Linked DNA regions of Mus musculus: region 2 is linked to region 1. The links are chromatin contacts, called in public Hi-C maps. All regions are on one chromosome and are shown on one strand. The core of a region is the stretch at or near the end of the contact, and the rest is flanking DNA. Distances in the headings are between cores, read along the strand shown. Region 1 overlaps Thsd4 (thrombospondin, type I, domain containing 4). Region 2 overlaps Thsd4 (thrombospondin, type I, domain containing 4).

Region 1 (4,259 bases), core at 887-3,386:
AATTCGAGGCCAGCCTGGTCTACAGAGTGAGTTCCCAGACAGCCAGGGCTATACAGAGAAACCCTGTCTCGAAAAGGCAAAAAAAAAAAAAAAAAAAAAAAAAAGTGGGGAGGTCAGAGAAGGCTGCCCAGAGGATGGCACATCGGCTGTGACCTGAAGACACAGGAGAAAGGAAGCAGGGAGATGTGGAGGAATGTACTTCCTGCCTTGTGCTGTTTGCCTTTTGTGTGTGTTCGTGCCTGCATGCGCTACTCTATCTCGCCTCCCCATCTGAAAACTGACTAACCTACCTAGATGAAAAGATTGCCTGTAATCTCTCTTCACAGACACTCCTTGGGATGCTTGGGTCCTGGCAGGCAGTTTTAATTTTCTTATCTTTGTGCGCATGTGCACGATGCATGCATGGTGGGCATGTGGTGGTCAGAGATAAGTCTGTGAAGTCAGCTCTCTTATCACACCTTTATGTGGATTCCAGGGACCAGACTCGGGTGGCTTGGTTTGTATGGCAAAGGAGCTTAACCCACCCAGCCATCTTGCTGGCCCCAGTAGGTAATGTTTAATCCCTGATGGAGGGCATGCAATTGCAACAGTCCACAGTTGTTTGGGCTTTAGGGACCAGGGCTGGAAAGAAGAGAAGTGTGAAGGTTTGGGTAAGATCCTCTTTGTCACTTTTGACACTTCCTGTGACTTTCCCTAGGTACTGCAAGACATACAACATTAAGCCCCTATAGCACACCTGACATCAGCCCTCGGGCAGGATAGGATCCCAGCAGCCTATCTGCAGATGATGACTAACGATCCACCATCCCCCTCTTCACGTCCACTTGCAGCCCAAGCCACCATCTGTGAGTGGTCTCTTGCTTGACTAATGACTTGTCTCTGAGAATTGTTTTGCACGGTTATAAACAGAGATTGGGCGTTCACCCTCATCGCCTGTCTTTCTTTCCTTTCTTTCTTTCTTTCTTTCTTTCTTTCTTTCTTTCTTTCTTTCTTTCTTTCTTTCTTTCTTTCTTTCTTTCTTCCTTCCTTCCTTCCTTCCTTCCTTCCTTCCTTCCTTCCTTTCTTTTTTTTTTGGTTTTTTGAGACATGGTTTCTCTGTGTAGCCTTGGTTGTCCTTTGTAGACCAAGTGAGTAAGCTGACCTCATCCCTACAAGTATCATCTTTTCTAGAACTCAGTGTGTATCCTGGCGTTGTTCATTCTCAGGCTGCAATCTAGCACAACTCTCAGGAAGTTGCTGGGATGCCCTGGACTCCCCTGAGATAATGGAAGCTTTTCTGATAGCTGAACTGGCAGACAAGACCCTGCCCCCAGAACCATCTTTGTATATGCGTGTATCTCTCTCTTTCTGTGTCTCTGTTGCTCCTCTACCGTGTGTGTGTGTGTGTGTGTGTGTGTGTGTGTGTGTGTGTGTGTGTGGTGTGTCCACATGCTTTACAAGTCCCCGTGTATATCCATGTATCTGGAGAACGAGCTTGGTTGCTGTTTCTTAGGTGATATCTATCTTCTTGTTGTTGGGGTTTTTGTTTGTTTGTTGTTGTTTTTGTTTTGTTGTTGTTTTTGAGTCCCAGTCTCTGACTGATCTGGACCTCACTGGGCTGGGCTAGGCTGGCTCGCCAATGAACCTCAGTGGCTTATCTATATCTGCCTCCTCAGTCCCAGGGCTACAAATGTGTACCCCCATGCCTAGGGATTGAACTCAGGTTCCGCAGACTGAGCGAGCTATCTCCCTAGCCTAGAGAACACTTTCTTAATTGGAAGCTGAGCTGAGTATCTATGGTCCTCTGTTACTGTGCCCATTCCTTGGCACACAGAATGTGGTTAGCTCCTGTCTCATGTTTGGAGGATTAATAAGTAACCAGTACCCACCAGTGTCCCCCCCCCCCCTGCCACTCTTATTCATCTGGCCTCCCTCTAAGATAGGATTGCTTAACTATGAAGACAAAAACCATGGAAAGTTAGTGTTCTACAAGAATTATGCTTCCCACTGCATCCCCCGTTTGAGAGCTCATTCACTTCACAGGCCAGGGCATCAGGGGAGAGGCGCCAAGCACAGAAACACGTGTCTGCATCCCCCTGGGGATGGCCGTGCATCACTCCGCTCCCCGCACAGCTGTTCTACAGAACAAAACACAAGGCAGCATTCTGCATATTCCAATCTACCCTCTGACCTAGCTTGGAACGGAATTCCTTCCAGTGTTCATAAAACATCTCGAGGAACGGTTATTCCAGTGACCTCACAACTGATTGCCGACCAGCAGTCGGCATTTTGTAAAATCATGACTTTAATTCCCAGGGACCAAGGGTGCAACATTTGTGTGTGCATAATGCTTTATCCCCCCCAAAAAAACCCTCCCTCTTGGTGGCAACACCCTCTTCCATGAACTGCCTATGACCCTCAGGAAAAAAAAAGTCAGAGACCCACCACACAGTCACAGATTTTTGTGAAGAGAGTGGACTTTAAGAACATCTGCCTAGATTCCATAGTCACAGAAGGGCAATTTCCCCGGAGTTAAGTCCTACACAGCACTGGGCTGAGAACTCAAGGATCCTGGTTCATCATCCAAAGCTGTTTCAGAAGCAGGAGGAAGAGCTCCTGCCCTTCAGAGGGGGCGCAGTAGTACCATGTAGTTAGAAGGCTGGGGGAGAGCTCCGTGGGAAGTGTTTGCTGTGCTAGCAGGAGGGGCTGTGTGGGATCCCTAGTGCCCTCTGGAAAGCTAAGGGTGATTTGTACATTTACAACCCCAGCTCTGAGGAGGCAGGCAGACATATCCCTGGGGTTCACTAGCCAGCCAGCCTAACCTAATTAGTGAGCCCTAGGGTCTAGTTAGAGATTCTGTGTTAGAAAACAAGATGAACAACTCACTTGAGGTTGACTTCTGCCCCCTCCCCTCCACAGCACACATACCACACATATGGAGATATATATATGTAACACACACACACACACATGCTTTTTAAAAATAAAGTTGAGGGGATGGAGAGATGGTTTGTAGTTAAAAGCACTTGTTGTACAGTCGTGAGGACTGAGATTTTGACCCTAGCACCCATAATAGAGATCCTATAGGGCAAGCTAGGCATCTTGCCCATGCCTGTAACCCCAGCAATGAGGGGGCAGAGACAGGAGACTGTTGGGGCTTGCTGACTTCCAGTGCAATTGGGAAAACGGGAACCCCAAGTTCATGGAGAGAGCTTATTTTCATAGGAATTGGTAGAGGGTGACAGAAAATGACACGTGATGGGTCTCTTGAGGCCTCCATGTGTACACACACACACACATACACATGCTCAACACACACACACTGAATAAATATTTTATTAATGTATTAAAATTTTAAAAATTGTATTTTATTGGATTGATGAATGTTTTATCTTCATGTATATATGTATAATATGTATGTGCGTGTATGTGCATGGTACCTGTGGAAGTCAGAAGTAAGTTTTTAGATCCTATAGAACTGGAGGTAGAGATGGTTATTAGGTGCCATGTGGGTGCTGGGAATCGAACCTGGGTCCTTTTCAAGAGAACAAGTGCTCCTAACTGCTAGTCCATCTCTCCAGCTCCCAGCAGACACTTTTTAGAAGCAGAGTTTCGGCATGTCAATAGGCTATGATGATATTTTGCTATTTGGGGGTCATAAGTGGCTCTAAAACACCATTTGTGATCCCTCTGAATGAGAAACCATGAAAGGCCAAGTTCAGAGAAAGCCTCAGAACTTCACACCCAACAAAGAAGAAAGCAAACCCATTCTTTTAGAATGCCCAGTTACTAAGCCTGCCCTTGTATTAGCAGAGAGCTTACCATGTCATGAAAGTTAGGACTCGCTTCCACAGCATTTCTCATAAAACAGAAGGACAAGAACTTAGGCATAGGGTATTAAAAATAATGTGTTTTTAATTCACTGGTTTGTAAGTTACAGGCATTTTAAAAAAATAACATTTTGATCAAGACTGAAACTAGGCACTACTTAGAGGGGGTTCTCAGGTCAATCCTTTAATCTCTTAATTTTTCTTGTCCCTAAAAAGAGGCTGCCACAAAGATAAAAGAGGGCTTGGCACAGAATTACTGCTCAGCCACTGTGGCAACGGCATGGAGACCATGCCTAAGAAGCAAGGTGCTAAAACGAGGCCGTTCTTGTTCAGTTAAGACACTGCAGCAGGAGGAGCTGCATTCTGAAGAGGTAGGAATTGCAAAGGTGATGCGCCACAACTCAGCCCTGGACTCTCTAAGTCCCCAGCTCACTGTGGGAAAGGGGGTGC
Region 2 (4,259 bases), core at 855-3,354, 180 kb after region 1:
GGATGGCGTGCTGAGGATACTGAGGAAAGCTTTCATGCCCAGGCAGGAGGCAGCAACAATACAAGGAAGGGAAACAGAAGAAATATAAAGAGGACAGGTCATTTCAGAGATGTAGAGCTGAGTTCTATGTCCAAAGCTAAGTGCTGCTGAAGAGGGAACCAGTGATTTCCAAAAAGGATCGTTCTCATGAAGCCTGAGAAGTAGCCCTGAAAGAGTGGATCTGCAAATCAGCAGGGTGGGATGCAGGCTCATCTCCCAGACTTGGGAAACTCCAGGAGGTTAGCTGTAGATAAAAGGCAGCTGCTATTGCTAGCATTCAGTGCTTTTAGGCTCTGCTCCAAGCTGGTGGCTTCCTTCTGACAGTTCTGAAACTGGCGGCTGCCACCTATTCCGGCTTCCTCCTCTCGGAGGCATTTGAGGCAAAAGTAGGTAAGCACATGGCTTTTGGGTTCCCTTCTGCCCTGCCTGATGGGAAAGGATGCAGGGAGAGGTTGCTGAGCAACAGGATCTTCAGCGGGGAGTATAAGGAGTTGGCAGTTGAGCTGCACGTGCCCTAGGCAGATGCCTCTGACCCATGTTCCCAGTCCTATTTGTACCTTAGAATCATGCACGATATACTTCAGGCTGCCTAGCTATAACTCTACTTCCAGACACTGGCATCCAATGTACCTACAAATGACCCCACAGGTAGGTAAGTTGTCATTGTTGTTGTCATTGTTGTTATTGCTTTATCCCCCTAAATGATTCTAACCCACAACCAAGACCAAGAACTTCCCAGTGAAGTTGTAGTATGAGTTTCACAGATATTTCAGAGCTTTGATTTGAGATAGGCTCCTAGATCTGTCTAAATTTGGCAAACACAAAACCCAAACACTAGTGGGTGGTGTTGATGAGGGCTGTGCTACAGGGAAAGGGAAGGGCCCCCGAGCCAGGGCACAGCTAAATAAGTACCAGGATCAACTGATGAGCGGTCTCTACCCCGCACTGGGAGGGAGGGAGAGAGGGAGGGATGGCTGGGGTCTGATTATGCTACTCCAGCTAGCATCTCTAATCCTATCATAGCCTCCACTAAGCAGCCTGAAGCCTGCTGAGACTGGAAGCCCAGGAGCCCACCGTCCAGCAGCTGCTGGCTTGGATAAGCTCCAGCATCCCCCAGGGAAGCAGCTTGGAATAGTCACAGCAGCCATCAGCACCACACTCCACGAAATGAGACTTTCAGATCCATTTTGGGGGTTCCGGGAGCTCTCGTCTCCAGGGAGAGCTTCAACCCGTGACGCTTTTAAGAATGATTACTCTCGGAGCCTTAAGACAAAAATCAAGAATCTTGGAGATGCCAGGCTCCACCAGAGCTCACCCAAACAGGGACTTTGAGCGCAGAGTCCAAGCGCCTGCACTGCTTAGCAGCGATCACCCAGCGGATAGACGGGATCCACCCAGCAGGCTAGGGAGCAAGGAGCTCACATTGCTCTGCCAGCAGCATCCCTAGGGACCCCTGCTTGATGACAACCACCCCAGAAATGGGCTCAACAAAACATACAACTAGTCCCTAACCGCTCGCTCTGAAGCTTAGTTCTTCCTCTGTAAAAGAAGAGTGCTCTGACCCTAAGGACCGTACTGCTGTGAAGGCAGAAAAATGACATCATCTTGCTTACAGTGGGACCCTAGAGTTGGCATGGACAGACCTTACTAGAAAGTAATAAAGCACTGGGCAGGTTGGTGCACACTTGTAACCTCAGCACTGAGCAGTCAGAAGCAACAGCACAGTGAGTTCCAGGCTGGCTTGGAATGCACCGTGGGACCCTGTCTCAGAAGCTAAATTAAATGCAAAAAGGGAAAGGAGAAAGATCATAGGAAAAGAAGGAGAGGGAGAGATAAGGGAAACAGAGGAGAGAGAGAGCTACAGAAAGAGAGAAAGGAGGGAGGGAGGAGAAGAGAGAAGGAGGAAAGAACTGAAAGAAAGGGAGGGGGAGGAGAGGAGAACAGGAAAGAGATAGAAGGAAGGAGGTGGAAGAGAGAGGATGGACAGGAAGAGAATAGAGAGGGAAAGGGAAGGGAGGAAGCAAGGAGGGAGGAGACAGGAAGCAGGGACATGGAGCTCTTGCTCTGATCCAGACAGCTCAGCAGATATCGCCCACCCAAATATACAGTGGTCACCCGCCCAGAACACAGATAAACACCCTGCAGAGTCTTTCCCTGACAGCCCCCAGAGAACCGCATATGTTCCGACTTCACCACAGGCTCCTGGAAATGACTTTTGAGTTTTATTTCCTTGTCAAAAATCTTGTTGAAATAATCGTCCCGACCCACGCTGAAGCAGCAGGCTCGTGTCGACTCTTGGCTGGAAGCTTCTGCTCAGCAGAAATCAAGAGACCGGAACATCCATTTGTCACGTGCAGCCGTGTGTAAAAATCTTTAATTGCCCTGCTTAATGGCATGGAACGTGGGAGAGGGGCAGGCAGTGGGTACATAGTGGAGAATAGGCAGAGGTAGTCTCCATGCGCTAAAATCTGCCTGCCATTGGCAGATGGCTGAGTGACCATCAAGGCAAGGATAGTGAACTTCCTTTTCTTTATTCTTTTCTTTGCTGTGGTGTGTGTGTGTGTGTGTGTGTGTGTGTGTGTGTGTGTGAGAGAGAGAGAGAGAGAGAGAGAGAGAGAGAGAGAGAGAGAGAGAGAGAGAGAGAGATCAGGAGAAGGGTTTACACGCTCATGTATGCCTGAAGAAGGCAGAGGCTGCCTTCATGAATGTCTTCCCACCATATATACTTAGGCACAGTATCTCACTGAACCCGAAGCTCACTGATTCTACTTGCTCTAGCTAGCCAGCCTCCATTGCCTCCAGAGAGCTGAGACTGCGGGTGACCACTGTGTGGGGAGCCGCCCTCACATTCGCCATTGCAAGATGGCGCTGACATCCTGTGTTCTAAGTGGTAAACAAATAATCTGCGCATGTGCCAAGGGTAGTTCTCCACTCCATGTGCTCTGCCTTCCCCGTGACGGCAACTCAGCCGATGGGCTGCAGCCAATCAGGGAGCGACACGTCCTAGGCGGAGGATAATTCTCCTTAAAAAGGGACGGGGTTTCGCCATTCTCTCTCTTGCTCTCTTGCTCTTGCTCTCATGCTCCTGAAGATGTAAGCAATAAAGCTTTTGCCGCAGAAGATTCCGGTTTGTTGTGTTCTTCCTGGCCGGTCGCGAGAACGCGTGTAAGACCACTGCCCTACCTGGATTTCACTTGGGCTCAAAGATCTGCACTCCAGTCTTCACGCAGGAGGCAATTCAACCACCGAGTCATCTCCGCACTCCCAGAATCTTCCTTTCAACCTTTGCTTTTCCAGGCCAGGAGCCCTACTGGTCTTTTTGGCCTTTAAGTCAAGGATGTGTCCCCCAGTACCCTCCCATCCCCCAGGTCTGCCCTTCCCACCTCTCCAGCAGACTCTAGGCTCCCTGGAGGAACTTTCTGAGGTGCTCAACACTCTCCCTCTGCTCCCACCCTTCCCCCATGCTCCCACCCTCACCCTTTCCTTTGAGCCATCTCCAGCTTCTGAATCACCCAAGGTCTGCCTGGCCTTCCCCAGTCTATCCCAGGCCCAAAAAGGTCCTTCCCTGTCTAAACACCTATACCCTCAGCCTCGGGTCTTAACTCACTTTAAATTACCCATGACAAACTGTCTGCCCACCCCTTCTAACACAGAAGCACTTGGCATGCATAAGCAGGGTAACTGTAATTCACCATCAAACTAGGACCCTTTTAAGAGGAACGGGGGTGTTATTAATGATCACATCAGGCCCACAGGCATAAACTACCACTGCCCCAAATGTCTAGATGCCTTCCAATGAGCCTAACTCTCTAATGATATCGAACCCTTTTAGCCCTTGGACCTTATGAACATGAGTTGACAAAGGAGCAGGCAAAAAAAAAAGCTTCTAAAACCCCTTGAAAGTTTAGGAAGGATCATCTGGCCTGCAGTGTGCAGGGTAAAGGACGGCCAGAATAACCACAGCTCATGGCTCGCGGTTACGAATAGAAATGAGCAAGCTACAGGCTGCTTTCATTTCATTCTCTATAGAGATGCAAATGTGAAGGCTGACGTAAGGTTGAAGCAAGCTTTGCATGAGAAACCCAGTTTGCATAGCTTAAAACAATTTAATATCTACCCATGGCCAGCTAAGCATCTGTCTCTAATTCCATGGCCACAGTCACTGTCATTGGACGTACACATCTGGGAGAGACTAAACTGGTCCAGCGCTTGGCAAGCTA

What was found. A called contact is a pair of places that touch in the nucleus more often than the background predicts.
Region 2: a Hi-C map of the G1E-ER4 cell line shows a contact between it and region 1, with 2.0 times the contacts expected there. The contact joins two enhancer-like sites. A contact is called at or near these places in 6 of 484 Hi-C or Micro-C datasets (the G1E-ER4 cell line, cerebellar granule neurons, nephron progenitors and 2 more), 3 of 115 datasets of contacts at active chromatin or transcription factors (astrocytes, embryonic basal ganglia and embryonic stem cells) and 1 of 9 other capture datasets (embryonic stem cells).

The regions. Positions count from the first base shown.
Region 1 is chr9:60,279,360-60,283,618 of GRCm38.p6, forward strand. The region is part of intron 6 of Thsd4 (thrombospondin, type I, domain containing 4); the gene reads right to left. Among named protein-coding and RNA genes, the nearest start is that of 2010001M07Rik, 53 kb to the right of the region's middle. Within about 2 kb of position 2,137, at least 12 of the 459 cell types and tissues checked have an H3K27ac peak or open chromatin away from gene starts, as enhancers often do. A contact at or near this core is called in the G1E-ER4 cell line and uterus, where this site is marked.
Region 2 is chr9:60,456,452-60,460,710 of GRCm38.p6, forward strand. All of the region lies in intron 3 of Thsd4 (thrombospondin, type I, domain containing 4), which reads right to left. Among named protein-coding and RNA genes, the nearest start is that of Thsd4, 52 kb to the right of the region's middle. Within about 2 kb of position 2,105, at least 58 of the 459 cell types and tissues checked have an H3K27ac peak or open chromatin away from gene starts, as enhancers often do. A contact at or near this core is called in the G1E-ER4 cell line and uterus, where this site is marked.